Linked DNA regions of Anser cygnoides: region 1 is linked to region 2. A link is a contact called in public Hi-C data. All regions are on one chromosome and are shown on one strand. Each heading gives the region's core, a stretch centred on a gene start, on an enhancer-like site or on the middle of the called end of the contact. The rest is flanking DNA. Distances are from core to core; before and after follow the strand shown.

Region 1 (7,113 bases), core at 1,101-3,600, 170 kb before region 2:
TTGAGGGCAGTGGTTGTTGAAGCAGTAGTGGTTATAACAGTGAATACTTTAGCTCACCATCCTTGATAAACTACAAACTCCTTCTGATTGTGACCAAAATAGGAGAATTCTTCATACTCCAATTCACACAGCCACAAAAATTGAAGAACTCAAGTGAAAGTGAAATATCTTCTTTGAGCTAACCATTCCTGGATAAACTATTGACAAATAGGAAGGAAAAATACTATTTTAAAACTATAGATATAACAGGAGAAGTTTAGCATTTTTAGATGATCTTGGATGCCTCTGTATGAGCAACCAAAGTGATGCGCAGGAGGCCTTTGGCTTCCCCAGCAAGTTATGTATGCCCCAGACAACCACCATCCATTAATTTCCCCCATGCACTTTCTGGCAGACAGAAGTCTGTGGCTGGATGAACAATAGAAAACAAAAGTTTTGTTCCAACCTTTCTACACTTGACCCCATGGGGAGAAACTACTGTCCATGTTCTGATCCTTCCCTGCCAGTCTGATTCCTTTCTTTAAGAGAAAAGAGCAAGAAGACTTCATAAACCAACATATTACAACAGAAAAACCCCACGCCCTCCAGGAATTCCTACTAGTTAGAGCAAACAGAAGGTAAATGTCTACATGCATCAGTCTGGAGTGAATTAAATCACATCCTTTGTGGCATTGCTTTTACATGCTAGTGATCTGTGGCTCTGCCTAGCCATACTGCCACAGTGCGTATAATGAGCTGCTCCATGAGCCAAAGGACTACCATCCCCATGCTCTGTATTTCCTGCAGAAATTCACCCAAGAAATGCCCACTCCCAAATCCATGTGCATTCTGTTGCTGAGGGTTCTTACTCTGCAATTTGGCTTATCTGATGTCTAGTTAAGGTTAAAATTGTAAATACATCTTTTCTCATTAAGGTGTCTTTTTTCCCAGTGTCTGCTTGTTCCCAGGAAGCTTACAGTAACTCACTGTCTGCTAGTGTCGTTGAGATTCTCTAAAGCTCAAGCACAAAGGCTTGAAATTGTTCCTTAGGTTCAAAGTCTACGTGGGATGCACACGTTGTGCATCCAACGGCATCTAGTTTCCTTATGCTGAAAAGGTGATAAACACAATACTAGAATTAATTATTGACCTGCTACCTGCTTATAACCAGAGTGCTTGCAGTTCAATTAGGCTCCAAAAGCCATTAAATGCTTTGTTTTATATTCATTACATGAAAACGGCAACCTGATCTGACTTCAAACCGGCTTCTGATAACACAAGTTTAGTCAGGAGAGCTGGCTGTAGCTATTGTAGCCTGAGGTGGGACATGGGAGCTACATAGGTACATGTGGAGAATGGAAATCACCTGAGTATTGGTGAATTTTTTTAACATAAGGCCCTGATTTTAAGTTGGCACACCCACTACACCTGAAATTTCACCGTCTGAAGTTGATAAAAATAAGTGCGATTCATGGAGAGGTTCACAGTAGACTGCAGATTGCTTTTACAGCCAAAGAAAGCAACGGGCCTATCAGCTGCCTCCCTTGGGTTGCAAATGAAGGGGGATGAATACATTGCAGCATGGTAGCCCTTGGTTTTCATCTTGGGTATTAACTGTAACACGGTCTTAGAAATCTACAGGATTTTGCACAGCCATCCTCTGCCTTAGCGCTGCTAATGCTTTCTCTACAAAATCCTTGTCAGTTTGACAGAAAGAGCTAAATCTATGCAAAGATACTTTATGATTTAACTGACACTAGCATGGTGAAAATCTGTTTGTTCTCTGGCACCTCAAAATCTCTAAGTCAGGTCTCATGGCTGTGATCCAGCCAAGCATTTAGTATGAATGTGCTCTCTAAGCATGTGCATTGTCTTATCAGATGCAAGCATTTGCATAATTAAGAGCTATCATAGCAGAAATAGTCTGCATTGCATATGTAAGAATTCATCTCTTCAAAAAAGATGTTGAACATCCTCTTTGCATGTACTTTTCATTGTTGCTCATCTTTAATAGGAAGCTTCTCTAGGAATTTTTTTTCAAATCAATGACCTGGGAGCAAAGATCAAGAAATGCCCCTGCAAATACAAACAATGCCAGTTTCAGGTTACTGTGAACTTGCATACAGTTTGCACAAACCTTTCATAAGTTTGCGTAGTGGTGTTTGTTCTGCATTATTTTTGGAAGCTGGGTGGGGTTCCTCTTCTGTCAGACATTTCCAAATTTCTTTTCCACTCTGTGCAGGGCTCTCAGGCTATCCCATCTCTTGGGTGGTATCTCTAGGTCTGTCTGCTGTTCCAAGGCTCTGACCTAACAATTGTTATGTTTAGACAGCGCCTCTGGGAGTGAGTTTTCCTTCTCTGTCTTTCTTTAAGATGGGTGGGAAACAGACTTCCAGCTCTCAGATATGCACAGCTCTCTGTTCTTGCTGATTCTGTCCAGGTTAGCCTGATGCACAAACACACTCAAGAACACAGCTCCCACAGTGACAAGCTAGATAGGGCTTACAGCAGAACATGTCCCGCTGAATTAGCAAGTGCCTTGTTCTTTGATAAACTGTAAAGCTGCTCTATCACGTGTTTGTTGTACTTTGAGGCACCTGAAGGAAGCAAGATTTTCCATCCTGGCACTGTTGAACAGCCATTGTAAAAGTATTGACCTGCTGACAAGTGGGAGAAACATTCCAGTTATGTAAACAGATGGGAAATATTTATTTTTTTCTCCAGCATTCCTAGAATAAGCTGGCTTTAACTTAGTCCATAACTTAACTTGTGTGTGTGATGTTCCCATTATTGCCTCCAAACACGCAAACTGATTCCTTTACAGTCACCAGCTGTCAGCCACTGAACCGGGGGGTTTCACTGCATTCTTGTAAAAGCCATCAAAATGCTTTGAGAAGACTTCCCATGACCAGTTTGAAAATGCATTTCAAAGGATGTAAAACTACCATGCTGGGTGAGGCCGAACACTGCTTTGAGCAGCAGCTCGTTTCCAGCCCTGGCCACTACCGACAGCTTCAGAAAACTGTGCCACTGGACAAGTTAAAATATCTTCTTGTAAAATGTCTCAGCTTCCAGCACCCAACAACACAAGAACTTTTTGTCATAGCCGCTACTGAAATTTAACCTGAAGTACTGAGCTCAACAGACTTTAATAGCCATACATAGCTCTCTCCGCTGGATCTGCTGAACCTATTTTAACCATTTATATATTGTCGTCTAAAATATCCCATGCTAGGTGAGTTCCGAAGTTTAACTTCTGCGGTGTGTGTAGTGGGGAAAACGTCAAAAAAGAAGACCGCTTATTTCTGTTGGTTTAAATTGGCTGCCTAACATTTCATGCCTGTTGCCTTTAGCACTTGAAGTATTAACAACAGTAAATTCTCCATGCTCTGCACTTATGCTTTGTATAGTTACATTATCAGTCATCACTTTCACCAAAGCAAGAGTTACTTCATATATTTAATGATTTTTCTATTCTTTTGTTTAGTTTGGCTTTGAGATGAGACAGGAGGATGGACATTTGATAACACTGATGTGGCTACATGACAGGTTTATACAGGGATGTAACTCTTTTTATTCTGTTCTCTATCTGTAACTATAAGAGGAAGCTGAAAGGATTTTACTACTAGGTTAAAGGTTGGACTAGAGGATCTTAGAGGTACTTTCCAATCTGAATGAATCTATGATGCCTTTTTAGTGTTTTTTTTTTTAAACATATACAGGGACTTGAAATTCAAGAAGTATAAGAATACTGTCACAGCATATAGTGTGCTATGATATTTCTTCATTTAGACTGGATCTTCATCTGGACCACAACAGTGGAAGACAGGTGGAAATTACACTTGATATCAAGATACAAATCTGGTAGTTGTCTGGATTTTCATTTCTTGTACAGCTCAGGCTCAGTTCTTCACTCACCCATCCAGGAATGCTGCCTGCAGTATAGGCTGCAACCAGTCCGGTTCTAAACCCTACTAAACTGACTGCACCCTGTTAGCAAAGCTGTCACAGATTTGCTGGTTCATTAGCTTTTGAAACTCAGCTTTAATGAGTAACTGCTGGACCTCTGACCTGGATTGCACCTGCTTCACCTTGTCTTGGTTCTTTCAGATGCATTTCAAACAAAACAGAGAGCAGAACAACTCGATTCACCTATTTGCTAACTGGCATCAGCATGGTCCTTAAAGTAAGGCTGCTCTGGCATGCCAGAGATAGCAAAAGCCCCACATAAGTAAACAAACACCTCAGAGTAATAAACTGATCCACACGATCTCCTGTATTGTCTCTTTGGAGTCAGCGGGCTCATGAGGCTCCTGAGCAAGCAGGAAAAAGACAACCAGCTCAGACAAAACCAGAGGTACTGCCATAAAACACATTCTGCAAGACCCATGTCAGCTGCAGTGGGTGTTACTTCACCTTTTCAACCTATGATGAAAATTGAGAATACCAGAAAAAAATAGTGGTCCAGGAAGTTTGTTGTATGTGGGTGTCAGACCATGCCCAAGAAGTTTGATGTATGTGAGTGTCAGACCATGCTCAGAAGTAGCAGTTCTACTTTGGCTCCAGTATCAGCATTTCTACTGTAAATAAATTGCAGGCAATACATTATGAAAACTTGCTTTTATTGGTGTGCACCAGAATTGCATTTGGCATGAACACACAGAAGCGAGGGCCATGCTCTCTGATGTTGAATACTGTCCTCTTTCTACTGCAGGCACAGAAAGCTGCACCGATGGGTATATTACTGTCCAAGATGCACACATCTTTTGGAGCTTATCTGAGTAACACATAGCATTATATGTACAACTGTCTGCAGTAATTATTGAAAAATTAATTGATTTGTGGAATGGCAATGAGATGCTACCTCCCTTATGCCTCTTTTATTCCTGTTGGATTTTCTTTTCAAAACAGTAACATTGCAAAAAATGCTGATCCCTTTCCTAATTTGGAGCTGAAATCTGATGGCTTTTTAATTCTATAGTAAACGTTCACTTACTACAGTGGGTTTGGCATTTGCCTACAAGAGAGTGAACCTGATTCTCAGCCTGAGGTTACTTTAAAGGATTCTGGACATCCACATGAAGCTTCATCTTCACAAAGAGAAGTTTATAAACAAAGTCAGAAGAACAGCATGAAGCCAATAGTGCTGCAAGCTCCTTGATCCTGTTTCTATCAACAGATACACTTGATAAGTGTTTGCTAAACTACTAAGAATAGTTGTTGGTCCATTTTAAGTCTCCAGTAACATTTGGATGGAGTAACTGGCCATGTGAGAGGTACAGCCTTTCATTTGGATTCACATGGGTGTGTGCTCATATGGAACAAGACAATTAATGTCGGCACACCTTATTCATGATACTGCTCCCTTGCTCAGTGAGAGTTGTTGGGTCTACAGGGTCAAAAAGAAAACTTAGCTGTGTTATTTCCTAGCCACAGAGCTTTTGCAACCTTAATAGATCCCTCAAACTTTTCAAGCACTCCTAAATATAGGATTAAGGTAGCAGACCCAGACTGCATATTTCCCGTGACTCCCTGGAAAAATGGTGTGCTAGACACAATATAAATTTAAAAATACTTGGAAGGCAAAAGTAGCGGAGCTTGCCAGAGGATGACTGTTTCACAACAGCTCTCAAGGTTTCAAAACTTGTTTTCGATGTGTGCTAGAGGAAAAACAAAGCTCTTCCAATGCTTTCAGGAAGTGGAATCATGACAAGATGGCCCTCCCCAGACACAGAAGCCCAGGGTGGGCACTTTCCACCTCTCAGCAGCAAATTTTTCATGTTTGTTTCTAGAATCCTCTTGAATTTTGTGAAAGACTTAATCAAAAAATTGTGTTTTATTAAATGAGGATGGAATTTTTCTTACTTTGAAAGCCCTTGGGTAAACCTAGTGGATCTCTCAGCTCTAATGCCAGTGTCACCTTGCTGCACCACAGCAAGGTGTGGAATGCTCCACCACACAAGCCCTGACCCAAAGTCCAGGATGGCAATAGCAACACTCATTATTAATTAAAGAATTTTTTTCTTACTTTACATTTCTAGCCCTACATTTATAGCCTGAATACAATTCTCCCTGCTCCCCTTGCCTGCCCAAAACAAACAAACAAACAAATCCTGTGCTGAGTACAGCATGTAGAAAACTCATGTCAGAAGAGCAGAGCGATAAACTTTCCAGAAAGACACATGCTGTTCGTGCTGTCCTTATCTGTTGTTGAAGTGCAGGAGTGCAGTGCATTTTGCATGTTCTGCATGTTCGTATGTTCTGTGCCAGAACCTCTGCTGGTGAAATAAGTGCCTTGCCATTTAACCTTTTGCCACAACTATGCAGACTATTTAACAACCCAGGCCCAGGAAGCTGGATTTTCTAGGCATGTTTTTGCAGTGATTTTAGCATTTTAATGTGTAAGTGGTCAAATCCATCCATGTTCAAAGCCCAGGAAAATAAATGTGCTTTCCCGTTATGTTTTGTGTGACTGTTTAAGATTGGTTCATGAAACAATAACCAATAAGATTTTCCAAGGTCATGTGCATGTTAGTGACAGAATTCAAATATAAAATGTCAATGTACTCTTAATTAGGTCAAGATGTCTGAGCAAAATTCCTTCTGTCCAAAGCATCCTCTTTTCCCTGTGTAGGGTAATTAAAATAAATGATGCCCATGAGAAAAGCTATGCTCTATCATCAAAATACCATTTATCTAGATAAGCTTCAAATCCCTCCTTGTTTTGTTCAGATAAAGTTCATCTGTCTTTATTTGCAATTGATCTGGCTTTGCTTAAGCTTAGTGTAGTGGTTTCTATTTTATTATTATCATTATTATTTTTCCACCTCTGTAGCCTCCACAGTTAGGTTTACATGGTTGAAAAAAGGAATCCCTAGGCCTTTCTGTTTCCCAGCTCTCTTCAAGCTCTATCTTAACTGTTGTTACTAAGCTTGGTGGCCTCATTAAGAATCGAAATCTGACGAGCCACCAACAGGTCCTTCTTCACACCGAATTGATAAGGTGTGGCAATGGTAAGATGGCAGGGAAACACCACACTTTTCTAACATGTACAGCAGTGGAGAGCCCATTTCACTCCAGTTGTGCAGGTGGAGTTGTGCCAAAGAGAAAGGAAGAGGACGAATGTGATTTGAA
Region 2 (6,484 bases), core at 1,658-4,157:
AGCTGGCCAAAGGGAGGTCCCATAGCATAAGGCGTCATGTGGGACAGAAGCACTGCGGGATGCTGCTGATAGGGGATGGGATTGGTTTTGGTGGGTGGTGAGCAATTGCTTTGTGCATCACTTGCTTTTATTCTCTTGTCATTGTTTTCCCTTTCTGTCCTATTAAGTGGTCTTTATCTCAGCCCACAGATTTTACCTGTTTTCTGGTTCTCTTTTCCCTCCCACAGAGGGATAGTGAGGGGGAGGGAGTGTGGTTTGGGAACAGCTGTGTGCTGCTGAGCTGCCTGCTGGGTTAAACCACACCACCCAAATGCAGTGGTTCCAAGTAACCTCGCTGAAAACTTGGGGCATATGCCCAGACACAGGTATTAAGTAATATGCTGGAGAACTCAACGAGTGTGGTTTTTGCTTGCTGAATGGAGTTGTCCTTCGCTTGAAGGAGAGAGACCAGTATTACCATATTTCAGAACGTAAAGCAGCTGAGTTGCTTTCCTTGAAATCATTTAGCTCTGGTGAGAAGCAGGGATGTGACCTGCTTTGATCCTGTGATCTGAGAAAATGCCTTTAAAGGGGAAACAGTAGACGACTGACTGACTTGAACGTACACCACATTTCTTACATATTTGGTGGAGAAAACATATAAAGGCTACTTCTGGGAGCAAGGGTTCCTTTAGGGAAGGAGTTATCCTCCCCTCAGGTAATGACTGCAGTCTTATTTTATTTGGCTATAAAATGGCTGAGATCTGTGCCTTGCTGTCAAACCAGTAGAGCAAGAAGTTTTTCTCCAGGTGCCTGTTACGTAGCTTCCAGCCTCAGAGTGGACTGGCTGACAGGAAGAGAAATACTTCCTCGTGCACAGAAATTGAATGAGTGGCTGGGATGACTAGGCTTTACCAGAGAATTGTGAAAGGAAAGGCCAAGACAAAGGCGTTACAGTGAGTGGACAAGGGAAAAATGCAGGGTTAGACTGAGGTGAAATAGCTGTGCTCCTTAATTCCAGCCATGCTCCAAGACTGCTGTAATACACTGGGGGAAATTATTCTTAAGCACCAGCACATCACTTCCACATCACTAGTGCTCAGCCGAACTTCAGCTCCAGCTGACTGTTACCTTTTTGTTCTTTCCCAGACCTGAATTATGTTAGGCTTGGATTTGATAGAATAGCATTTGAAATAGTTCTGATTTCTTGGTGTTCATTCATCATAGCTAACTGGCTGTAGCAGGGACAAAAAACAGCTTTTAATACCTTATCAAGGTACATGGTGTTCAAAACTTGCCTGATATCAACTTCATAGCAGACACATTCCCAGCAATTTTGTAGTCCATTAGTTCTGTTGTCTTTTTTAACTGATTATAGAAACAAAACACATGTAGTAGTAGCAGGAGCAACTGGGCCAAGTTTCTAAGCACTGGGATATGCGTAGGGAGCAGATTCCTTCTACTGTTGCAGTTAGTGAAGTGCGGCATGGCAGTTCCTCTGTGCCAAGCTCCAGTGCATGCAGATTTCAGCTGTTTGAGGACTGTTTGTGAAATCCTAGCTAGACCAAAGCCTGTGGCCCTGACCCTTTGTGAGGGGTGGGAAAGGCTGACGTGCTGACAGGAGGCAGTGCAGGCCTGAGGGAGGACCAGGGGCCTGGCCATGGCATGGAGTCAGCTCATCTTAAGTGGTTAACAGGGTGTAGCAAGTCTACCCTAGTTTTCAAAACATCTGCCTGTAGGTCTTGATAAGGATACCAAACACAAAGCTATAGCGAGGAGGAGGAGAAGTCTGATTAGGAGCTGTGCGTGGGATGCAGCTGCTGGCCTTCGTTCCCTCGTTGTGTGGGACTAGTAGGTGGTGAGCTCCGTAAGCTGAGCAGAGGTGGAACCATGCTGTGGCATCCTTATTTTTGGCCTCCTCTTTTTCAGTGGATGTTTCCTGCAGGTAAGAATTATACCCACTCAGATGCCTGCAGATTTGGTAAGGATCATGTAGAAGAGTTGAGGGAACTTTGAAAAAGCTGTGTGGTGACAATCCAAGTGAAATTTTTCCTCCGCTCTAGAGATGGTCCAGGCTGGTAAACGGGGTGCAATAGCGTGAGAGCTGCATGAGGACTTGCTCCCACTTGCAGCTGCCTGAGAAAACACGTTTGTGCCATGCAAGTCTCCACAAGGCGGCAGTGACTGTTTCTGTACATTTTTTTTTATGCAGGCACTCTGGGAATGCCTTGTGCCTTTTCCTTTGTGCACGGGGGTGGTGGTAGCTCTAGGTAATGGGCTAGAGGAGAGCATGGGGCCTTCTGGAACTTCTAGAAACTCCAGAACTCCTTTTTCCTTTCCCAGGAAGCTTCTCTCTTCAGTTTCAGAGTGTTAGCGTTAGACAAAGGGTGACAGCCACCAGTGTGTTTGCCTGCTCACAGTCCTTGTGCAATTGGATGGAAGACAGGCTGGACAGCAGTGATACTACTAGTGCTCTGCCTAAAAGCACACAAGTCATTTATTGGCAGACAGGGCCTATCCCAGCACTGCACAGCTGTACCTTTGCTCTCCAGGGGACCCTGGCACCTTGTTAAATTCTTTATGCCAGCTGTACTCACAAGGTTAGTCTGTGTGCTTCACAGGGAGAAATAGACCAAGGGTAGAAAAATACAAAGTTTTTGTGAATTTTAACCTATCTTTACTCTTGTGCCACTGACACTCTCGGTCCCATGACAGTCAGGAAAACTTTTGGTTTTCATACTCTTTATTTTCAACACACTGGAAAAAAAAAACTACAAGGACAACCAGTGGAGAAACTACGGGGAGAACTCAAGGCGATATCTCGATACCTGACAATGAAAGGTGTTGTTGTTTTACAAATAAAGTTGTTTTTGTAGTAGAACTACCTTGCAGGTAGTTCACAGGAACCCCCGGTGATTGTTTTTAGTTGGCTACAAATCACAGCTTTACTTGAAACAAAAGATCGTGAAATTAGTGACCTTAAAACAATTCAGTATTTTAGGATTTGCAAGTCTTCTGAAAATTTCTCATTAAAGAAAGGTGAAACAAAAGCAAGCCTCTACATAGGAGAATGGAAACCTACTGGCAACAAACTCCCTTTTCTTTTTTATGTTTTTCCACACTGTGCAGTGGTATTAATTTTCTCAGAGGCCAATTGAAAACCACAGCATTGGAGCTAACACAGGCTGGTGCTCCTTTCCCTTCAGAAACCCCTATAAAGCAACAAGCACCTCTCCTCTAGTAGTTGCTCTAAATCTTAAATGATCTCTTCCTGTTGACAGACAGATCATCTAATTCTGCCCCTGTAAAGACACTAGGGCCTTTTGCAATCTCTCTTCAGAGATCAATAACAAGAAAACAAAAATTAACCAAGAATTCTATATCTGTGTTTATTCTTCACTTGGAGATGGAACATCATCACCTTCTGTAACCTAACTGTAGCCTGTAGCTAACAGTGTTCTTGTTCAGCTCTTTCAATATGTCTAAGATGTTTATTGTTGCTAATCTGAGTCTCCTTCACTCAGCACCATGCAGGTCCTGCACATGAATGTAGCACAGATAGGGCCAGCATACGGATGTCATCTTCAGGGACAGCCAGGGTGAACAGCACGGCAAGCCCAGCTTTAAGGTTACACACCAATCCCCGCATTACTCAAGGAAATACGTGACCTAGCCATACCACCCGTATTGTGGGATCTGCTGGGAGAAATAGGGTGGCTAAAATATTGCAAGCATGTGTGTTAAGTGCAAGGAAGTGAAGAGCAGGGCATTCCACAAAGAGAACTGTGACACAGTTGAAGTATCCGTTATAGGTTTATTTTTTTTTCTTTCCATAGGCCCAGAATAACTAAGATGCCTGTATTTCCTGATATTTTTTTAAAAAAATTGCCAGCCTTTTGAGGAAACTGGGAACCCCTGAACAGTTTGCCTGATCTTTGCTCCCTAATATTGTTTACAAAATTAAATTCCCTCTTGCTGAGTTCTGGACCAAATCAATAGGTAAACATTAGTCATCAGATGTGCCATCAGCTGGAAAACCTTTCAGAATGGCCTTTTTCTTTCTACGAGTCAACTTAGATTTGTTCGAACTACTATTAAATCAGTTACACTTCTGATGAGGTTAAACAGTTTTAAGGCTTTTTTGTTTAGCTTCGGGAAGCAGGTCTCAAGTTCTTCAAGAGCAAACCCACTGGCATACACTTACAGTTATATGACCAGTTATTAAGAGGTTATCTTCACCAACTTCCACCAAAAATATTGAAATATACCTTTTGAACAGTGAGTTAGAAGCACAAAGCTGAACAGAAACATTCTCCTTTGCCTGCCTCCCGAGGAATGTGTGGCCTTCAGACTTTTACAATAGCTTTTCCAAGATTTTCTCCCTTTAACATTCCAATGAAAGCTGCTGGCATGTTCTCAAATCCTTCAGTGACTTGTTCATGGTACTTCACTTTTCCCTGTCAAAAGGAGGAAAGGAAACTGCTGAGTGATCATTCATCAGCTGCTTAGTTTTCACAGTCTTCATGAGACTAAATTGCCACCAATGAATTTTCTCCAGCTTGTATGCTCCATCTGAAACATGCAAGCTGGTGCACAACAGGGTAACTTTGCAAAACTAGGTTTGGGTATAGTGATTCCATAAAAGAATCTGCTTTTGTAGCACGATTCCCCCCCTTGCAGTCAGAAGAGGGAGCAACAGTCACTGCTGAAAAAAATCACCAGGACAGATTTAGTGCTTCTCAGTCCCCAAACAATGGGCAAGTAGATTGTTTCCTCAAAGCCAGGCCTGTTTCTATCTGTAGTGAAGCATGGAATTACAAATCAAAATGATGACCCTCCCCAATCCTCAATTTGTAAAAGATAAAAGCCTTGTAGCCTTCAATGTTCACGCTCACATATTTTTCACAGCCATGAATCAAGTTTTAAACTCAGCCTCCATTTAGAAAAATAAAATTAAAGAAAAAAAAATCCTGGTAACTCCCTTTAGAGCCCAGCTCCCGGTTCCATAAGGGCACTGATTTTTGCCAGTAATTCCAGCACAACAGTACAGTGGAAATGCTTGCTCATACTACAAATGAGAGGAGATTTCTGAAGGAGAAATAGAGGAATTACTCTAAATAAGAAACTCTTCATTGCCAGAGAATTGTATAGAATGGTTCTGGAAGGATCCTCTTCCAAAGTTTATATGTTTTCTGGGATTCTAATCTAAGACCACAGGCTAATATCGCAAGTCTCAGTGAAGTGGAAGGCATCAGGCATATTCAGCATGGTTTGAGTGTCCTCAAAAGGCTCAAAGATCACGTCAGGTAGAAGAAAATCATACCAGGACCTCAGTTCACCAGCTATGACAAGAGACCCGCCCTTGCAAAGAGGTAAGCAAGTACACCTTTTAAAGAAAATTACCCCTGCCTTTCTTACCTCCAGGACCCATTTCAGCAGTGCCTTCTGACCTTCCTCCCGGCGGTTATTCCAGCGAGTGACAATAAACCCTTCCATATGAAGCTCCTTGAAGATCATTGGAATCTGAACATAAGGTCCTGCAGGAGAAAGAAACCAACCCTCAAGCTGCCTGTAATGCCAGTCTCATTTGAAATGAGACCCAATGCATAAAGAGAGCTTTTAGCCAGTAAAGGACACTGAATCACATTGTTCCAGCCAGAGGCAACTTCAATTCTTTCCAAAAAGAATTTCCAGAATAATAAGATCATGGGTTCAGGGACAGAGCCATCCTGGAAAACAAAGCCCTGAGCTGTTAAAGCTGTGTGAGGCTGAACACCCAGCACTTGTGAAAAGTTTCATTCAGAAGTAAAATGGCCTTTGCCGAGGGGCTTCAGCTTAATCCTCAAAGTACTGTTTTCACTGATTATTAGATAGCCTGCCGAGCTCTGGTGCTCTTGGCTAAGGCTCAAAAAAAGTTACATACATAAAAAAAAGTTCCCTCAGTAATAAAAATGTGTGATAATCTCCCCACTTGAAAAAGCCTGTCCCATTTTTAAAGTGATTTGAGAGTCTAAAGTCAAAAAGAATGTAGTTCCTAAGAACATTCATTTCTTCTAGAATGCAAATTTGGAAAATTTAATGCTATTGAATATTAATTTCAGACATATTTCCCAACAATTTCACCCCTAACTGAAACATTAGCACTGATGAGATGGGCGAAGAAAGAAACAAGAACACACAAACAAATTAAAACCAACTGTTTCATCTAAAAACCTGAGGGAAATCCATTTTCTCATCTGAAAGTATGCGTTGTGTAAATGCCATCGTTCCACCACACCTGCTGCCTTCCACTGATCTGTATCTGCTCAGAGCCCTGGGGATTCTTATTTCACAGTCTCTCCTTCATTTCTAATCAGCTGATGTTCTCCATCTGATATGAGTGTGTACTAAGGAGTATGACTGCGTGTACACGTAAGTGTGGTCACACAACAGCTGCCCCAGAGCAGTGGTTTGTTATCTGAATATATACGCACACACAGACTCAACTAGCACGCTGAAACAACCA

What was found. Hi-C and Micro-C count contacts between places; a contact is called where the count stands out from the background.
Region 1: a contact with region 2 is called in a Hi-C map of liver, with 2.6 times the contacts expected there. The contact joins two enhancer-like sites.

The regions. Positions count from the first base shown.
Region 1 is chrZ:11,795,903-11,803,015 of Taihu_goose_T2T_genome, reverse strand. No RefSeq gene overlaps it. Among named protein-coding and RNA genes, the nearest start is that of SVEP1, 16 kb to the right of the region's middle. Within about 2 kb of position 2,350, at least 1 of the 3 cell types and tissues checked has open chromatin away from gene starts, as enhancers often do. A contact at or near this core is called in liver, where this site is marked.
Region 2 is chrZ:11,626,939-11,633,422 of Taihu_goose_T2T_genome, reverse strand. PTGR1 (prostaglandin reductase 1) reads right to left here. Exons shown (of 11, transcript XM_066988115.1): 10 at 5,398-5,516; 11 at 3,774-4,436. The coding sequence ends at 4,326. Among named protein-coding and RNA genes, the nearest start is that of PTGR1, 17 kb to the right of the region's middle. Within about 2 kb of position 2,907, at least 2 of the 3 cell types and tissues checked have open chromatin away from gene starts, as enhancers often do. A contact at or near this core is called in liver, where this site is marked.